2 separate regions of the Mus musculus genome follow, and region 1 is linked to region 2. The links are chromatin contacts, called in public Hi-C maps. All regions are on one chromosome and are shown on one strand. The core of a region is the stretch at or near the end of the contact, and the rest is flanking DNA. Distances in the headings are between cores, read along the strand shown. Region 1 overlaps Bnc2 (basonuclin 2). Region 2 overlaps Gm33597 (a long non-coding RNA gene).

Region 1 (4,112 bases), core at 723-3,222, 260 kb before region 2:
TTAAAGTTTTTAGGGTGCTTCTAGCTAGCTTTTTTTTCCTCTCCCATATTCATTTTAAAACCAAAGAGTATAATGTATATAATGTAAGCTGTTATTTGCTTACCCGTGTGTTATGAGCATCATCTGTATCATAAAATCATTAAGTTTTGATGTTTTCTTAGGAACTGTATTAAAAGTCTGGTTTATACTTGCCTTTCCTTGACAGAGTTGGATCATGTACTTTCATAAGTTGGTTTTGAACTTTCTGCTTTGAGGTTCCATGTTAGCTAGTGATTTAGTACTGTAGTGTTTTAAAAGTGTAACATCGCTGGGCGTGGTGGCGCACGCCTTTAATCCTAACACTTGGGAGGCAGAGGCAGGCGAATTTCTGAGTTCAAGGCCAGCCTGGTCTACAGAGTGAGTTCCAGGACAGCCAGGGCTACACAGGGAAACCCTGTCTTGGAAAAACCAAACCAAACCAACCAACCAACCAACCAACCAAAACAAACAAACAAACAAACAAAAAGCTTAATATCTCCCTGTGGCTTCTCTGTGGCTCTGTGTGCTGTTCTTATTTATGGGTAGCTGTGGTCTTTCAAACCTGAGTGGATTTCCCTCATTTGCCTTGTCTCATTGAGGAAGGTGTGGTGCCATCTTTCTGGCCCGAGCCAGCTCTAGTGATAGATTTGATGAACGGTTGCTTTGGACCTGGCCCTCACCAAGTGCACCTGAATTCACTAAGAATGAATTTAAATCCCAAGGGTCAAAGTTGCACTTCATGTGGCAATTCTTAGCTGCATAAAAACAAACAAAAAATATCCATAGAACTGTGGTATAAACAAAAAAAGAAGATGTAGTGTTGTTATGACTTTTGGATTAGATTACTGCTGAACCAAGCGTCTTTTTGACACAAGCTAAAAATAACGTGTTTGGCTAATTAGGCGATAAAAGCAAACATCAAAGGCAGACCTTTCCGTTAGTCCTACACTGGCTTCCTTGTATTTAAAACGCTAGCCAACAAATAAAGTGTTTGACCGTTGTTATTATTCGTTTTTAGTTGAGACTTAGTGGAAAACAATATCCCTAGGTATTTGTTTTTCTCAGCTTGATACTTAACCCTACTACCAATCACTAAGTAATAGTGAAATGTAACAGCTACTGCCTTGTCACAACAGACACTTAAAAACGATTTCTGCTTTTTCCACATTAACACGTCTAGATTAGGAAAGTGGAGCATATCTCTCCCTTTCAGTGATATTTATTCATGGGAATGATGGTGTGCAGCAAGAAAAAGTGCGTGCATGTAAAAATACCTTCAGCTTGCCAGGGAGGTTGCTTTATTTTTTTTTTTTTCCAGAATGCTCTTGATTTACAAGTGAAACTTACTCTTGTGTGAAGGGCAAATTTAAATAGTAGGAATTCATGCGGTCACTAGTGAGACATCAGTTGAAAAGTCTGGGTGTTGTTTTCTCTGTGTGGTTTCAGGTGTGTGTGTGTGTGTGTGTGTGTGTGTGTGTGTGTGTGTGAGAGAGAGAGAGAGAGAGAGAGAGGGGGGGGGAGAGAGAGAGAGAGAGAGTGTGTCTGTCGGTGAGCATCCGTGTTTACTGTCATTCCTTGCCCACTCTGTCCCCTCTCTTACTCAGATACATGTATATAGGCCACCTTCAGTCAAGGCATGTGACCCGTCCCACATGTGTCTCTGTATGTGTCCACATCCGCTCCTTTTATTGCTTTCTTATGGCATTCTGCTTTACAAAGTGACATTTTCTGAAAACAGTATGTTTTTACATTTTGTGGGGTTTTCTCCTTATCTCTGTAATTCCTGAGACTTTTTCTAAACAAGATGCCTGGCATTTTCTAAGGACAGAGCAGAGACAGAGCCGCCCCGAGCAGGCAGACACACTTACATTGCTTGTGGTTTTTCAATACAGCTGCGTTCAAATGGGCCTGCCTTTTCGGCACTGGTTCCAGTGCCAAAGTCAGACTGTCACACAGCTGGTAGTACTTACTGTACTTGCGGGAAACTATGTGATTCATTAGTTGGAACCGTATGGTTTTCACCAGTTCTGGTCATGTTTTTGTTAGGATGTGGTAAAAACATAAGCAGAGGGTGAAGGGACAATGGAAGCATGTGACTTGTTAAGGACTGGCCCCAACCCATTATTAGTTAAATTGTTCACCATAAAATGTCCTCTGTACCTCATAAGACAAATGACTTAATTTTTTATTCTTCAGTTGAGGTCATTTAGTCATAAGTAGTAAAAATTATCAACACTAAGCTCTTTTTGTCTTTTTTTTTCCCCTTTCTGCAAAGTATCATGATCCATTTAAACCCCAAACTGTAATATGAAGAGAAGTCATGCAAGTAAAAGATATTAATTTGCTGAAAAATGTCCATGACGGGTGAAGAACTTTTAACTGGAGTGAACTCTCGCTACTGATAAAATATGAGTGTGGTATTGCAGTTAATAAGAAACACTGCTAATACCACAGGATATGTGGAGAACAATAAACGGGAGTTCCTTTGTCCAAGCTCACTAGAGTTTATGGGTGGATGAATGAGTCTTTCAAATATTTTTGTCACTAATAGAGTTGGACTAGGGTGTTTGCAGTGTTTGTTACTGGGGTTGTGCAGAGCCGCTGGGCTGCACTGTGTCGCCCCTTAGCCCTCTATGGGGTAGTCTTTGAGACTGAGTGTTTCACACCTGCATAGGGTGAACTACAGCCACAGTAGAGTGGATTCTGCAGATGGTGTATTGTCTGTGCATAGGCATTTGCTTTCAAATTCACGTTCCTTTGAATCCTCCCAACGCTGTACCTTTGCCCCCTCTCTCCTAATCTACTATTGCAAAGGTGACATTTTTGAAGTCTTTGTGGGTAGTCTATTGGCAGATTATGCGTCCACCCTCTGACTCCGTTTTCTAACCGTTTCCTTTTAGAGCTCTGCACCGTTCATGCCTCAGCACATATGCTCCTGCAGTTGCGGCACTCTGCAGAATTAGAACCAGGTCTGTCTCTGACAATTAGCTCAACTGGCTACAGCATAAATAAAGGAATGCGCTCAGGGGCTGTAGTCTGTGACATGGTTTAACAGAGCGTAAAAAGGTGCATCTGTTCCCTGCCCACATTCAGTCGCCTCACTGTCACTGGGAAGTTATCGACACGGAGACATGCCTGTGCTGTTTGGTAAACAAGCGGCAGGTATTAAATTAATGGGGCTGTGAGCGTGTGCAAGTGCTGCTTTATTAAAAGCTCTGCTTTCCGGACTCACTGCTGGGCCACAGGCCGCCACTAGAGTATCTATTAAGATGACTCATGGCAGGGAATACTTCAGCACTTTGTACTCATTTCTAGGGGGGACCATTGACCTCTGGAAGCCTGATTAGGGAGAAAGGGAACAGAAGAAAGGTGGCCAGTGAACAATTGACACAGAGTTAGTAGACTGAGCCAGAAACAAGGGGAACTGAGAGCAGCACAGAGCTAGGCTGAGGTGTAAATCGGACTTTGGAATCCAATCCCAAGTTGCAGCTGGTGTTTCGTTGTTAGTTTCTCTTGCTTTTGTACCTAACTCTCCTCATGGCTGATACTTGATGTGAGTTCTGAGATGAAGAAGGACTACCTGGGAAGTGTACCTTTCGTTACCTCTCCTGGGTAGGCAATGAAATTCTGGAATTTGCTTCCAAGTCATTCAGTTAGACATTTGTTATATCTTTGAGCATTTGTCTGACTTTGCATTTAATATTTTAATGGTAAAACAGTACGTATATGTATATATATCATATATGTATGTATGCATGTGTATATATGTGTTTTTGTATATATACATGTGTATAAATATTATATATCTATGTATACATGTGTATATATGTGACTATATGTATATATGTGTATATTCATATGTATACACACATACATGTGTGTATTCATGTGTGTATTTGTATGTATATACATATGCATGTGGATATATACACATGTATATGCATATACATACAAATATATATATACACACATGCATGTATATATATGTGTGTGTGTTTCTGTGTGTGTATATCTATCTATCTATCTATCTATCTATCTATCTATCTATCTATCTGAGTATGTGTGTGTGTGTCTATGTATCTTCACACATAGAT
Region 2 (4,607 bases), core at 1,995-4,494:
TGACCAAGTTCTGATATGAGTACACTGTGAGGCCTCTCTTCACATCTACTTTGACTCCTGACCTCTTGCTAGGACTGCTTCCAGAATGTTCTCCCATTGCCCGCTTCAATATGTCCTTCACGTTGCTGATGCTCTTTACCTAGTCTACCCTGGTCAAACGGCAAGCCTTCAGGAAGGGCTGCAGACTCTGGACAAATCTATCATGATTGCCTGTGCGTTGGACAGAATCATCCTGACTGAGATTAGGAAGTGACAAGTCAGAGCCAGAGGTCAGTTGTGTGCACTAGAAGTTGTGTCGTGTCTCAAACATTAATACCCCTGTGAGTCAGGTGGAAGCATTGTTGAACTGCGTCCCAGATTCCTTGACTCTGGGTTAAGGACCGGGTCTGCTTTTCTAATGAGGTCCCAGGTGGCTCTGATCCTTCAGGACCATAGCAGGAGTAATAGGGTGTGAGCAGAATTCAGAACAAAGGGATTTCTTTAGTCTACGGCATGATAAGAGACACTGTAAATAACAACAAGATCACTTTTTTTTGACACCAGGAGCATGCTAGACTGTGCTAATGCTTGTTTTGCACTGCCTTGCTTAATCCCTGCCACCCCCAGAGCCTCCTACCATTGTGAATACTGCATGGAAACTGGCTGAGCACTCTGGGGAAGAACTTACCACACCACATGACTGCCAGGAGCTGAGAGGACCAGCAGCTTACCCTTTAGTCCATGTTCCAAAGGTTCCCCTCTCTCCAGCAGGGGGAAGCAGGAGGGGCAGTGGGGGACTAGAGGAAAAGGCAAAGGCTAAGAATCAATGCCATGCTTTTCCTGTGGTGACTGGGTTCTGAAAACTTAGCACAGGCTAGGTCCCTGACAAGTTTGTTTCCAGTCTTTGGGCTATTGCTAAGAACAGTGTTAAAAGGCACTCAGAGAGCTTCTGTGATAGGACAGGGACATTCCAACAGGATGGCCTGATTCTTCGTGCTAGCAGCCATGGCTCAGTCTGAGCTGCTGGCAACAGAGCACAGGTCACAAAGGGTCTGGAAGTCAGGGCCAGAAGTTCTTGCCCTAAACAGGGACTAATAGGAGAGGGATACTCCAGGTACAAGGTCACAGCAGGTACAAGGTCACGGAGGAGTCCTCCTACATGCAGATCTGTGTGGCAGCATGAGATGCACAGCCACAAGTCAGCTCTGAAGATGGACATACACAATATTCATTCCTTATCTGAAACACTTAAGAACAAAACTGTTGCAAATTTCATTTTGTTTATGGATTGCGGAATACATTCAGATATATAGAGGTATCATAGCAACGAGACCAAGTCTAACCAGGAAACTCAATGTTTTCATGGATACCTTAGGCACCTAGTATGAGGGTAACTTAATGGAATTTAGTGTGCTTGACTTTAACTGCAGTCCAGTGAGGTCACATGTAGAGTTTTCCTCAGTCTGGCTGTTTGTCATTGTAGTGGCCCACCATATCATCTCTCTCTTCCTCCTCCCCCAATCCCCACCATAGAGAGACTTTGTAAGGACTGCTGTGTCTGGAAGGCATGGCACTCTTCACCATCTGCTTCCATCTTTGGAAGAGGACGTCAACCTGGGCAGGGGATGGAGGACATCTTTGTGTCCTGGGGCTGATTCTGAGGCAGTGCCTTCCTACACCAGCTCTCTTCAATGCCTTGAAAAACCAGGACAGGGAGGCAGAGACAAGAAATGAGTCAGCGGCTTGTGTCCTGTCCTTGCCTCTCCCCTCAACCCCAGGGAGTGAATACCTCAGTTCCCAAACTCTCTGAGTCAGGAAGGTCACCCTGAGGACATCTGCCTGTTTGTCTGAAGCATGCCAAGCAAGAAACAGCTGCTGAGAATAGCCCAGAAGGCATCACTTCCTGTCTGCTTAGGAGACCAGTCCAGGTGCACCCCAACCCTCCTTCCCAACTCCTGCTACACTGGGCAAGAGGCTTTAGAACACAGAAAGGCATTGGCCACCTGATTCCATTCCAGAGACCCAGACCAGGGTCCTGGAGAGGTCCTGCCAGCATCTTCTCCCAGGATGCTAAGCATCAGAATTACCAGAAAGGAGGCAGGGCATGGAACGTCTCAAACCTTGGAGGCACAGGGCACTGGCCCAGTATCCAAATCTGCTTGGACTGTGTCATTGACCTCAGGCAAACCTTTCCACCTTGTTACCCGTTAAGCCCCAGTTTCCTCCTTTCTAATGTGCCCCCACCTCCCTGGCAGAATAAATGTTTCTCTTCCAGGGAGCCGGGAGCATATGATACATAATTTAATCTGGGCACTTCAACTATACTATGGTTGGCTAATTATGTCTCTCTCTCCCTACAGGCCATCAATGTCTTAAGGCAGGAGGCACCTCTCAGTCTCCCCTGGTACCCCTTTTAGCCCTGAGCCTCCATCATCTTGTCTTAGTTGACTGAACACACTGGAGGATTCTACCAGAAACAGCCACATTTCTCACGTCTTAAGATGCCCACATTGCATATCTACCTGCTGCAATGCCTGTGAAGAGACAGTCCCTGCCCCCACGTAGGACCAGAGGACAGTAATTGGAAATGTCCTCTGTGCCACAGATCTCTGTCCCACCCCTCCCACCTACTGCTGCTGAATCATTTTCTATCAATGGCCTAGTAGTGTCCCATTGACCGATGAACCCTGTAGGGCCCAGAATGCATAGCGTCTCTCATGAGCGATCGGGAGGATTTTGTCTGGACTGAAGAGGTGTGCTCGGCAGAGCCGTTCTGAGGGAAGCTTGTGAGGAGTGAGGAGAAGGCAAGGAAATGGCTAGAAGCAGCACTCGCTTCCCAAGATGCTGTGAGAACTGAGGCACGTCATGGGAGCCCTCAGAATTTGTGTCGATCTCCTGTCGAGGCTGACTTGCGATGGCATTCCTTGGCACCGTGGCCTTGAACTGTGAGTGGACAAGGGAAGCTTTGAGGACTATGTGAAGTTGAATTTGAGCATCCCAATGTGACTGTACTTCCTGATAGAATCTTTACAGAGATGATGTTAAATGAGGTGGCAAGGCTGAGGTCTTTAATACTGAGGATTTCTCAGTACATGTGCACAGAGGAAAGGCATCACGAGGGCCCAGGGAGCAGGCAGCCACCTGCAAGTCAGGCTTGGTCACCAGACACAGACCCTATTGCCACCTTGGTCAGACATATAGCTCCAGACTGTGAGAAAACAAACATCTGCTGTTTCAGCTGCCAGGCTGTGGCTGCCTGCTGTGACAACCAAGCTGACTAATAGCATCGGGCCTCTTTGTGAGCACTGCCTGTCATACCCCTGCCCCAGGGGAGGGGCAGAAGTCACAATGCATGGGAAGAGGAGCAGGCTCTATTGAAATGGGGGTTTGTTTATAAGATGTAAAGTGAAGTGAGTGAAGAAGGTACCACTAGCTCTCTCCACAGGCCAGACACAGTGAGAATTTTAACTCCTACTTAGGAATTTTGTAGCATAGTAAGAAAGAGACCCAGTCATGGGAACAATAATCAGATGACTCAATGTTCAGTAGGATGGCCTTGGAGACCAACACGTAGTAGGGCGTACTAGTTTCCAGTACTGGGAGTTCCTGGGAGCCATGAATCAATCTCTCTTTCTCTCTCTCCCCCCTCTCTCTCGTGTGTGTGTGTGTGTGTGTGTGTGTGTGTGTGTGTGTGGTGTGCACTCAGCTCTTGAAGCCAAAATAAGGGCTAGAAGGAATTGACCAGGCTGTAGGCTGCCATGAGCATCCCAAGCCTCTATCTACATCCCCAGAGCAGGACCACTTAGAAGCTGAGGTAGAGACCAAGCCCAGGCGTGCTGCAATGACTCTGTTGGACCCTTGTACCTACTTGCACTCAGGTAGACAGTCTGGGGTGTTTATAGCCTCAAATGTTATGGGGACGTTGCCCTTCATGCAGGTCGCCTGCCTTCCTCCTCTGTACTTGGTCTTCAGCACTGTGTGCCTACCATCCCTCAAACCCTTACTCTTGCTTCATTTTATTTTTATTTTATTTTATTTTATTTTATTTTTAACAAGTGGAGCCAAACTTCTGGTGCTGAGTAGAACTTCCCATGTGAACTGTGGCTCCTTAAATGTGTTTCTCTCCCCTGATAATGTTGGGGGTGTGTGCATTACTAGGTCAGGGACATCAGAAGAAACATTCTGTGGCTTTTCCAGAGACTGGTCTCATCGCTGTTGATCACTTTATGGGTTAGGATTCACCATCTCAACTATGGGCAATATGAACAGTTCCTAACAACCACTTTCTTGTCACAGTGTTAAAATGTGTTTTAAAAACAATCCCAGTTCAGTCTAACAGCAAAGCTTCACACTGCCCCAGTGCTCCAGATGAGCTCTAAGCAGTCGAGGGGGCTGTCGGGAACTTCTTTCTTATTCCCCTTCCCCCTCCTTTGCTACTGCCTGCAGTCCTGGCTTCTTGGAGTGGGGGGAGGGGGGAACGAATGCACATTCTTTCTATGTGATTGGTTGTAGTGTGTCCATGGGAGCCATAGGTGCCCAGGTGGATCCCTCAGGGTCCCCTGCTGTGTCTTTCCTTGGCCTGAGAGACACAGCTCCATTGACATGCTCTAACCTGTCCTAGTCTCTGG

Evidence for each region. Hi-C and Micro-C count contacts between places; a contact is called where the count stands out from the background.
Region 1: a contact with region 2 is called in a Hi-C map of myocytes, with 2.4 times the contacts expected there. The contact joins two enhancer-like sites. A contact is called at or near these places in 3 of 484 Hi-C or Micro-C datasets (the C2C12 cell line, embryonic stem cells and myocytes).

The regions. Positions count from the first base shown.
Region 1 is chr4:84,455,616-84,459,727 of GRCm38.p6, reverse strand. All of the region lies in intron 3 of Bnc2 (basonuclin 2), which reads left to right. Among named protein-coding and RNA genes, the nearest start is that of Bnc2, 220 kb to the left of the region's middle. Within about 2 kb of position 1,972, at least 49 of the 459 cell types and tissues checked have an H3K27ac peak or open chromatin away from gene starts, as enhancers often do. A contact at or near this core is called in the C2C12 cell line and myocytes, where this site is marked.
Region 2 is chr4:84,201,063-84,205,669 of GRCm38.p6, reverse strand. All of the region lies in intron 5 of Gm33597 (a long non-coding RNA gene), which reads left to right. Among named protein-coding and RNA genes, the nearest start is that of Gm33597, 17 kb to the left of the region's middle. Within about 2 kb of position 3,244, at least 72 of the 459 cell types and tissues checked have an H3K27ac peak or open chromatin away from gene starts, as enhancers often do. A contact at or near this core is called in the C2C12 cell line and myocytes, where this site is marked.